Regions from separate parts of the Mus musculus genome. Here all the other regions are linked to region 3. A link is a contact called in public HiChIP or PLAC-seq data. All regions are on one chromosome and are shown on one strand. The core of a region is the stretch at or near the end of the contact, and the rest is flanking DNA. Distances in the headings are between cores, read along the strand shown. Region 1 overlaps Gm40630 (a long non-coding RNA gene). Region 2 overlaps Sesn1 (sestrin 1). Region 3 overlaps Armc2 (armadillo repeat containing 2).

Region 1 (2,751 bases), core at 200-2,699, 90 kb before region 3:
GAGCTAGACTGTTGGATGAGGTTAGCTCTGCTCCCAAAGTGAGAAAGAAAAGTCACAGAATGTGAGCGTGGGCTACTGTGTTACGGCGGTCCCAGTGTGGATTATACCACTGCCCTTTGTTATCTAAGAGCAGTGTGTTTGTGGGCATCACACCCCACCATTCCACAGTCTGCCGTTATGTAATCAGATCTGACTCCACACTATCTACTCAACACTGAATGGTTAAACAGCCTGCTCTTGTTGCAGAGAAGGGAGGAATCCAGGTGTTTGGATGAGGGAGTGGTTCTAGTGTTTCTTCGTGGTTTTGAGTGTGTATGATGTGGGTACCTGAAGTCGTGTGTAAATGTGCATATTATGTGCGATGGGAAAATTAAGGGAAGATCATGGTTCTCTTCTACCAAGCCAAAAGATTTAGAGGCTGTGGCCAGCATGGCAGCTCATAGAGCAGGCCAGACTCATCCCTACAGCCATCCCTGCATCCCAGGGTCGTCCCAGAGCCATCCCAGAGCCCCACTCATTGAGAGTCATCACCAATTGCTTAGGAAAGAGAAACTAACAGGTAACACCAGAAACTTCTGGAAACCATTCAGCATTCTTTGTACAAATTTTGTGGCCAGTTCTCATGTTGGCCTCATTTGGTCTCAAGTGTGTCTGGGTGCAGCTCCGTGGTAAGTGCTTACTGAGCATGCCCAAGGCCCTTGGTTCAACTCCCACCTGCAATAAATAAAGACATAAGTCAGACGCTGTGGAGTGTAAGTTCCAGGGCCTCTCCAGACAGTGCGGTATTAGCACAGCTGGATTGAAGGGCCTTTTCCTTTTCATGGATGTGCCTAGCAACCAGGAAGATTGAACGTCTGTACTGTGTACTGATAAGCAATCCGTACTCTTGTTTCATGAACTTTAAATTTCATATAAATCATGTGTTACTTTGCTTCATTTTTAGCTAGTTATGCCCGTTGGATTTACCCATCCCAGAGCCATCCAGCTGACCTGGCTCACTCACTGTGATGAACGCAGTGTTGAACTGCTTCTGTAACCACACTGTTCTCGCTCCTTTTTACTCCTGTGGGTCAGGCGACTTGCTTTCACGGTTAGCTATTTCAGAATACTGAAAAGGACATTCTTCCAGTCCCCATGTCTCTGGACACACGGAAGTGGAATTGTTGGTCAGCTGTTAGCTTCCAAATGTGTCCCTGTGTTTCTCTCCATTCTAATCACCTGCTGGTACTGTCTCACTTCTGGGGGGCATGAAACAGCTTCTGATTGTTTTAATTTGCATCTCTCTGACTTTTAATTTAATAGCACACATTTTCATGTGACCACAGACCATTAAATGTCCTCTTCTGCTACCTGCTTGGTTGCAGTCAGCTGCGGTTTCAGTGTGAAATGTCTCCCACAGCTCTTATTTGAATGTTTGGTCCTCAGATGGTGGCATTTCAGGGAGGATGTGGCGGAGGTGGGGCCAAACTGGAGGAAATGGGTCACCACTGGTAAGTCTAGTAGGTTAGAGCCTGGCCTGCTTCCTGCAGGCTTTCTGCTTCCTGACAGCCAGGCTTTCTGCATGAAGGTGAAGGCACTCCTGAACCAGGAGCACAAATCATTCCTTCTCCTAAGTCCTGGACAGGTATGTGGTCACAGTGACCAAAAGAATAATTAACACACACACACACACACACACACACACACACACAATTTTATACATTCTTTCTTTTTTGGAGGGTTGTGTTTACTTTTTCTTTATAACTTTTAAGAATAGACTGTATACTTTTTATAGCGATTGCTTGGCAATGTGAGATACAGATGTCTTCACCAAGTCTATGTTTGTCTTTTCACTTTGTCAGTGGTATACTTATCATGAAAAACCATTTCTAGCAGGGCATGACGGTACACTCCTTTAATCCCAGCACTGTGTAGGCAAGGGAGGGTGATTTCTGTGAGCTTGAGGCCAGCCTGATCTACAAAGCAAGTTCCAGGAGAGCCAGGGCTACACAGAGAAACTCTGTCTTCAAAAACAAATGATAGAAACAAAGAGAGAGAAAGACTAATTTCTAAGTCATGTAACTCAGTGTATAATTGTTTCATGCTAACTTTTGCTTTTGTCTTATTTAAGAAACCCTGCTTCATTGGAGGGTGTGATGGTTTGTATATGCTTGGCCCAGGGAGTGGCATTATTAGAAGGTGTGGCCTTGTTAGAGTAGGTGTGTCACGGTGGGTGTGGGCTTTAAGACCCTCATCCTAGCTGCCTGGAAGTCAGTCTTCTCCCAGCAGCCTGCAGATGAAGATGCAGCACTCTCAGCTCCTCCTGCACCATGCCTGCCTGGACGCTGCCATGTTCACACCTTGATGATAATGGACTGAAGCTCTGAACCTGTAAGCCAGCCCCAAGTAAACATTGGCCTTATAAAAGCTACTTTGGTCATGGTGTCTGCTCACAGCAGTAAAACCCTAACTAAGACAGAGGGCACATCAATATTTCCTATAGTTCTGGTTGCAGTTTTTCACCATGGCTGGAACTAACTCCAACCCCCCCCCCCCAACACACACAAAACTGGTAAACTCTCTATTGTTGTGATAAACCACTCCGACCAAAAGTAGCTTGGGGAGAAAAGGGTTTGCTTGACTTCCATAATAGAAGAAAGCCAAGACAGGAACCCAAGGCAGAAACTGAAGCAGTCACCATGGAGTAGCGGTTCTCAACCTGTGGGTCTCCTTGGTGCCTTCGGGCATACATATCAGATATTTACATCATGA
Region 2 (2,815 bases), core at 222-2,721, 110 kb after region 3:
TTTCTGATTACTGCGTTTCTAGGCGTGTGTCACATGCCTGGCTCCATTATGCACATCATGCTTATGATGGCTATTCCTGGTTGTCAACCTGTCTATATCTGGAATGAGCTACAATCCAGAAATGGAAGTACACCTGTGAGGCATTTTCTGCTTGGGTTGAAGTGGGTGGTTCCACTTCTGGTCCAGACCTTTGAGGTAGGACGACACACCTCTGATCTGAATCTTGAGGTGAGAAGACACACCTTTAACCTGGGCCACATCTTCTGCTGGAACCTATATAAGGGCATGGAATCATGAAGGTTTTGTTCTTTGCCTACTTGCTAGTACTTCCATTCCTTCGATGGCATTGGAGCTACTTCTTCAGTTCTGGCATATACTCAAGATTAGCTGAGACACCCAGCCTTGGGACTGAGTGACTACAGAGTCTTGGACTTTCCATGCCCAGCCAGCCATTGTTGAATTAGCTGGACTGCAGCCTATAAGTAATTCCAATAAATTCCATGTGTGTGTGTGTGTGTGTGGATATATATATATATATATTTATTTTCACATGTATTGAATACACACACACACACACACACACACACACACACACACAAACCTTAAGTTCCACTACTCTGGCGAACCCTGACTAATACAATCTTAAGATGTTCAACTCTTAGAAATGAACTGCCTCAAAAACCAGAATTTTTTTCCTTCACTATTCATTCAATGTGCTTCTGTTAAGTGTTCATGTACCAGGAATAACTAGATGATGCAGGCATGAGAAACCCTCTTGAGCTGTTGTTCGTGAAGGGAGCCCAAGGGACTCCCCTGGCAATAGACTATTGCTGTTGCCTTTAGTTGCCTCCAAGTTGAAGGTAAGTCCCTATTGCTAATGATATTATATACTTTGGACACAGAATGAGGACTAGTTTCCATAGTACCAGAAGGCAATCTGCACGATGCCCAGGGCGGGAAGTAACCAGCAGCCCCCCTCAGCTGTGCTGCCCAGGGTCTGTGACAATGACCTGCATGGCGAGACAGCCATCCCTGCAGGTACAAGAGCACTTATATCTTAATGGGAGCCAACAACTGTCTGTCTGACTGGGCTGAAGGCCTGCTCAACAGGAAGGAAATGGGGCCTGGTGCTGTAAACTTAGTTAACCATGTGACTCGAGAGGTCATGGATCTTGGAGGAGAACATACTACTTTCCCAAACCAGTAAAATTCCTAAGCACCTTCTAAATACTTATCCTATACCACAGGCAAGTGTAACTCTCACCCCTCATCAAAGCAGATGGAGACCATGACAGAAAGCCACAACTGGTCACAATGCAGAGAACAACTAACCAGGAGGTGCCCAGCCCCGACTGATACAACACAACCTCAGGCTCGGCAGCACTCGGGAAAACAGAGTCTAAGAGCAAGAGATCAAGGAAGTCTGCAGCAAGACATTATAGGGAAGCCACACACCCATAAAATCTTAGCGCTACAGCTACTTAACCAAGGGCAGCACCAGCTGACATGCAAAGTGCATGTGGCTCATCTCATAAGCACCGCCCCCAGATGAAGAGCTGTGGCAATTAAGAACTGCTGTGAGAGGGGTGATTAATCTTTCCCAAAGATGACACCCCTAAATGGTTATCCAGTAACAAATAGCCCTGAAACACTCTCATAACTACACTAACAGGACTCTGCAGGTTGCATTTATATATTTGTAAACATATATGTAACAATAACAGTGTACTGGCTAGTTTTGTGTCAACTTCACACAGGCTGGAGTTAACACAGAGAAAGGAGCTTCAGTTGGGGAAATGCCTCCACGAGATCCAGCTGCAAGGCATTTTCTCAATTAGTGATCAAAGGGGGAGGTCCCCTTGTGGGTGGGACCATCTCTGGGTTTGCAGTCTTGGTTCTATAAGAGAGCAGGCTGAGCAAGTCATGGGGAAGCAAGCCAGTAAGTAACATCCCTCCATGGCCTCTGCATCAGCTCCTGCTTCCTGACCTGCTTGAGTTCCAGTCCTAACGTCCTTTGGTGATCAACAGCAATGTGGAAGTGTAAGCTGAATAAACCCTTTCCTCTCCAACTTGCTTCTTGGTCATGATGTTTTATCCAGGAATAGAAACCCTGACTAAGACAAACAGCTAATAAAAAAAGAGGCCATAAGTTTAAGAGGGAGTAGGGCAGGGCATAGCAGGAGAGGGAGGGAAAATGATATATTTTAATTAAATAAAAATAATAATTAAAAAAATACCCTGACTTCAGGGCACCACAGCAGGCACTCCTTTAAATGCAAACTGAATTTTGTTCTATTAATTTGTTCTCCATACACCTGCGCTTCTCCTATAGGACCAAAGTGGGGGCTGCAATAAGAGAATGGGGGGGGGGAAATGGGGGCTGCAATAAGAGAATGGGGGGAAATGGGGACTGCAATAAGAGACTGGGGGAAAGTGGGGGCTGCAATAAGAGAATGGGGGGAAGTGAGGGCTGCAATAAGAGAATGGTGGGGGGGGGAGTGAGGGCTGTACCTATACAAACAATAAGGAAGAAACTGTTAGAATAGAATCTAAGCATCAGGGTTTGGTACCAGCTCTGCAGTTTGGCAGCTTCATACAGTTACAATCATTCTCCAGTGAGAAAATCTGTTCAGAGGGAGAAGTAACAGATGTGCTTTAACTTCAGACAGTAACCTTTGTGAGATGGGAAAAGCCTCCATGTTCTCTGCAGTCTATGGTGAAGATGGCACAGCATCAGACACATGGCTCCACAGGATTTGATGCAGGGGGTTGGTTTTTTGTTTCCTTAGGTTTAAGGAAAAGTGAATGCACTAAA
Region 3 (2,769 bases), core at 14-2,513:
GACAAATGTTAGGTGGAAGTCAAGGAGAGTCTAGAGTGCCACACCGAGCCCTTAGTAACTCTGTTCGACAACTTCAGGAACTGGATCCAACTTGCTCAGAAACCATTTGTTTTCTAAGTTTTCATTTTTCACTGCCGTCTTAAACCAGTATCCAGGTCTGCTGCCTTCAATGTAGACAGAAACTCACAGAAATTATAGCTTGAAGGTATCTGGAGGGTTTGTGTGCAGATTTAATATCAGTGTAAATCTAAACTTAAGTTCAAAAGCATTGCCCACTTAAATGAAGAAGGTTTTAATTCTTCAAGATTTTTTGTTTTTTGTTTTTGTCTTTAAAATAAAGAAAAAGATACAAATGTGGCACATTGTTAACATTGGACCAAACTAGTCAGGGTAGGACAGCTGTCTGTTACATTAAATGAAACTATATTATGAAAGCCCTTTAGGGACTTTATTCTGCCTGAGGAAATATGAAATAATACAGACCAATGGTTAGAAATGGTGCAAAGTCAGGCAGTGAGAAAAATGAGCCAGGGAACATTTGTTACACTATACCACTGTAACATTGTAACACTGTAACATTGTAACACTGTAACATTGTAACATTGACTGTACAACACAAGCAGCAGGTGAAACCTTAAGTTGTGGAAACAAGAGTTAGGGAGCTCTGTGTCACACCTAGAAAAACAAACATGCTGTCACCCCCATTTCAAAGGCTGGTGACCCCCCCCCCCATGGGGAAGGATCTAGATAAGGCAGGCATAAGAAGGTTTTAAGCCTTCAAGGTTTTTGTTGTTGTTGTTGTCTTTAAAATAAAAAGATACAAACGTAGCACATTATTAGCATTGAACCAAACTATTCAGGGTAGGACAGTGTCTGTTATATTCTTCATAGTTTTTTTTTTTCATTTCACACAAAAGTTTATGTCGGGCTCTATGAGTACACATCTATAATCTGAACATTTTGGAAACAGAGACAGGGTTATGAATTGCAGGCCATTCTGAGCTACAGTAAGACCTTGTCTCAACAAAAATAAAAAATGATGATAAATGATATCAATCTAGCACCGTGTAAAAGATGTTATCTTCAAACTAGCCCCTCACCAGTAAGGAGACAGTTAGTGGTCACCTGCAATGTATCTAGAACTCAGGAGAATCTAAGCCTTCCAATTCCCTAGACAACATTGTTGCTAAGGGGTTTACGTTTGCATGCTAAAAACACCAGCCAATGCTAACAATGTATCAAGCTGTTGGGTCCAAAGCTGAAAGCTGTGGTTAACAGCTATAACCACGGAGACAGCAGAATCTTCAAAAACAGGCAGTATTTCTTGCCTGACTTACCCAATTTTCCTGTTGAATCATTATTTTTATATTTAGCAAGCAGTGAACCTAGATGAAAGTCCTTTTTAAAATTTGAAGTTGTTCCCCAAGACTGGGCCACACTGTGTGTTTGTAGACATGCTTCAGTTTCTAGAATTCACTGGGGATAGGGTATGGAATGGAGGTGATGGGGGCAGTGAGGACCACATGGGGATACAGAAGCAAGGCCATAGCAAGACACAACCACATTAGTGGGGATTCCTGGGAGACGACCGAGAAGAAATTCTTATACCACAGTGTTTAGCTAACTTCTCAAAATGAGTCTGAGAAGTCTCAGAAGGGTCTGGAGGTAACTAAACTTGGGTGATTTCTGACTCATCTTGATAATCATTTCTTCCTGGGGGGAGCATGTTGACTGATTTCACTCTTCCTGGGGAACTAGTTGATCGCTCAGCTTTACATTGAAAAGCACACTGTGTAGGGGTTTCGTTTTGGTTTTTTGTTTTTTTTTTAAGACCACATGGATTTAAAGCCTGAATTTCTAGTAATTTGGGGTTTTGATGTGTTAGAGCAGGTTCCTACTCCAATAGATGATGCCACAGCTCAATGTCAGAGTCTTTTTCTCGAACCCTTTACCATATTTTTTGAGATGGTCTCTCGTTGGACATGGAGCCACATTCTGGCCACACTGAGCTGGTCAGTGAGCTCGCAGGATCTGCCTGTTTCTGCTCCTCTGCTCTGGGGTTACAGCACCATGCCTGGCTTCTTTTATATGTGCTGGGGATCCAAGCCTGGGTCCTGAAGCTTGCAGCAGCAGGTGCCTTACCCACCGAGCCATCTCCCCAACCTGCTTTCTAGCAAATTTAAGTGTTTCCTATATATGTCAAGGAAATTGACTGTTGTTGACTTAACAACTTCTGGCTTTTTGTTTGCCTTCTTCAATACTGAGTCTGTTCATATCCTTTGGCCTCTAAGTGGATTAATTACCTAGGACTATGAGCGGCGGTCTTCTTATACTGCGTGGCTATTTGTATTTACTTTTAGAATTACATGCTTGTTTGTTTTGTTTGTTTAATGTGAGTACATGGTTGCTCTCTTCAGACACACCAGAAGAGGGCATCGGATCCCATAGCAGATGCTTGTGAGCCACCATGTGGTTGCTGGGAACTGAACTCAGGACCTCTGGAAGAGCAGTCAGGGCTCTTAACCGCTGAGCCATCTCTCCAGCCCCATGTGCATGTTTTATCCAGTTCAAGCACACTCAAAAATCCAAAAAGCAGAGATGATGGTCTACAGTCTTTTGTCTGCCATTCTGAAAACCTCAACATCCCAAACGTTGAAATAGCTCTAGTGGCAATGGCAGATCCGACCAGAGCTGTAGTGTTGGCCCCTCTAGTGTGAGCGTTCACGTGTTACGCTGGAGGGTGGTGCTCCGAAGTCCCTGTTGTGAACA

What was found. HiChIP or PLAC-seq counts read pairs in DNA pulled down with a chosen protein or histone mark.
Region 1: a BATF HiChIP or PLAC-seq map of CD8 T cells shows a contact between it and region 3, with 8 read pairs. The contact joins two enhancer-like sites. A contact is called at or near these places in 20 of 484 Hi-C or Micro-C datasets (the AML12 cell line, the HL-1 cell line, the N1E-115 cell line and 11 more), 3 of 115 datasets of contacts at active chromatin or transcription factors (CD8 T cells, bone marrow-derived macrophages and embryonic stem cells) and 1 of 9 other capture datasets (adipose tissue).
Region 2: an H3K4me3 HiChIP or PLAC-seq map of bone marrow-derived macrophages shows a contact between it and region 3, with 2.7 times the contacts expected there. The contact joins two enhancer-like sites. A contact is called at or near these places in 2 of 484 Hi-C or Micro-C datasets (CD8 T cells and cranial neural crest), 6 of 115 datasets of contacts at active chromatin or transcription factors (CD8 T cells, bone marrow-derived macrophages, embryonic stem cells and 1 more) and 2 of 9 other capture datasets (adipose tissue and pancreatic islet).

Annotation. Positions count from the first base shown.
Region 1 is chr10:42,067,394-42,070,144 of GRCm38.p6, reverse strand. It overlaps Gm40630 (a long non-coding RNA gene), which reads left to right. Exons shown (of 5, transcript XR_871601.1): 3 at 1-1,624. The region is part of intron 1 of Gm51798 (a long non-coding RNA gene); the gene reads right to left. Among named protein-coding and RNA genes, the nearest start is that of Gm40630, 13 kb to the left of the region's middle. Within about 2 kb of position 1,449, at least 39 of the 459 cell types and tissues checked have an H3K27ac peak or open chromatin away from gene starts, as enhancers often do. A contact at or near this core is called in CD8 T cells, where this site is marked.
Region 2 is chr10:41,866,832-41,869,646 of GRCm38.p6, reverse strand. All of the region lies in intron 1 of Sesn1 (sestrin 1), which reads right to left. Among named protein-coding and RNA genes, the nearest start is that of Sesn1, 58 kb to the right of the region's middle. Within about 2 kb of position 1,471, at least 19 of the 459 cell types and tissues checked have an H3K27ac peak or open chromatin away from gene starts, as enhancers often do. A contact at or near this core is called in CD8 T cells and bone marrow-derived macrophages, where this site is marked.
Region 3 is chr10:41,977,530-41,980,298 of GRCm38.p6, reverse strand. The region is part of intron 6 of Armc2 (armadillo repeat containing 2); the gene reads left to right. Among named protein-coding and RNA genes, the nearest start is that of Gm33058, 20 kb to the right of the region's middle. Within about 2 kb of position 1,263, at least 78 of the 459 cell types and tissues checked have an H3K27ac peak or open chromatin away from gene starts, as enhancers often do. A contact at or near this core is called in CD8 T cells and bone marrow-derived macrophages, where this site is marked.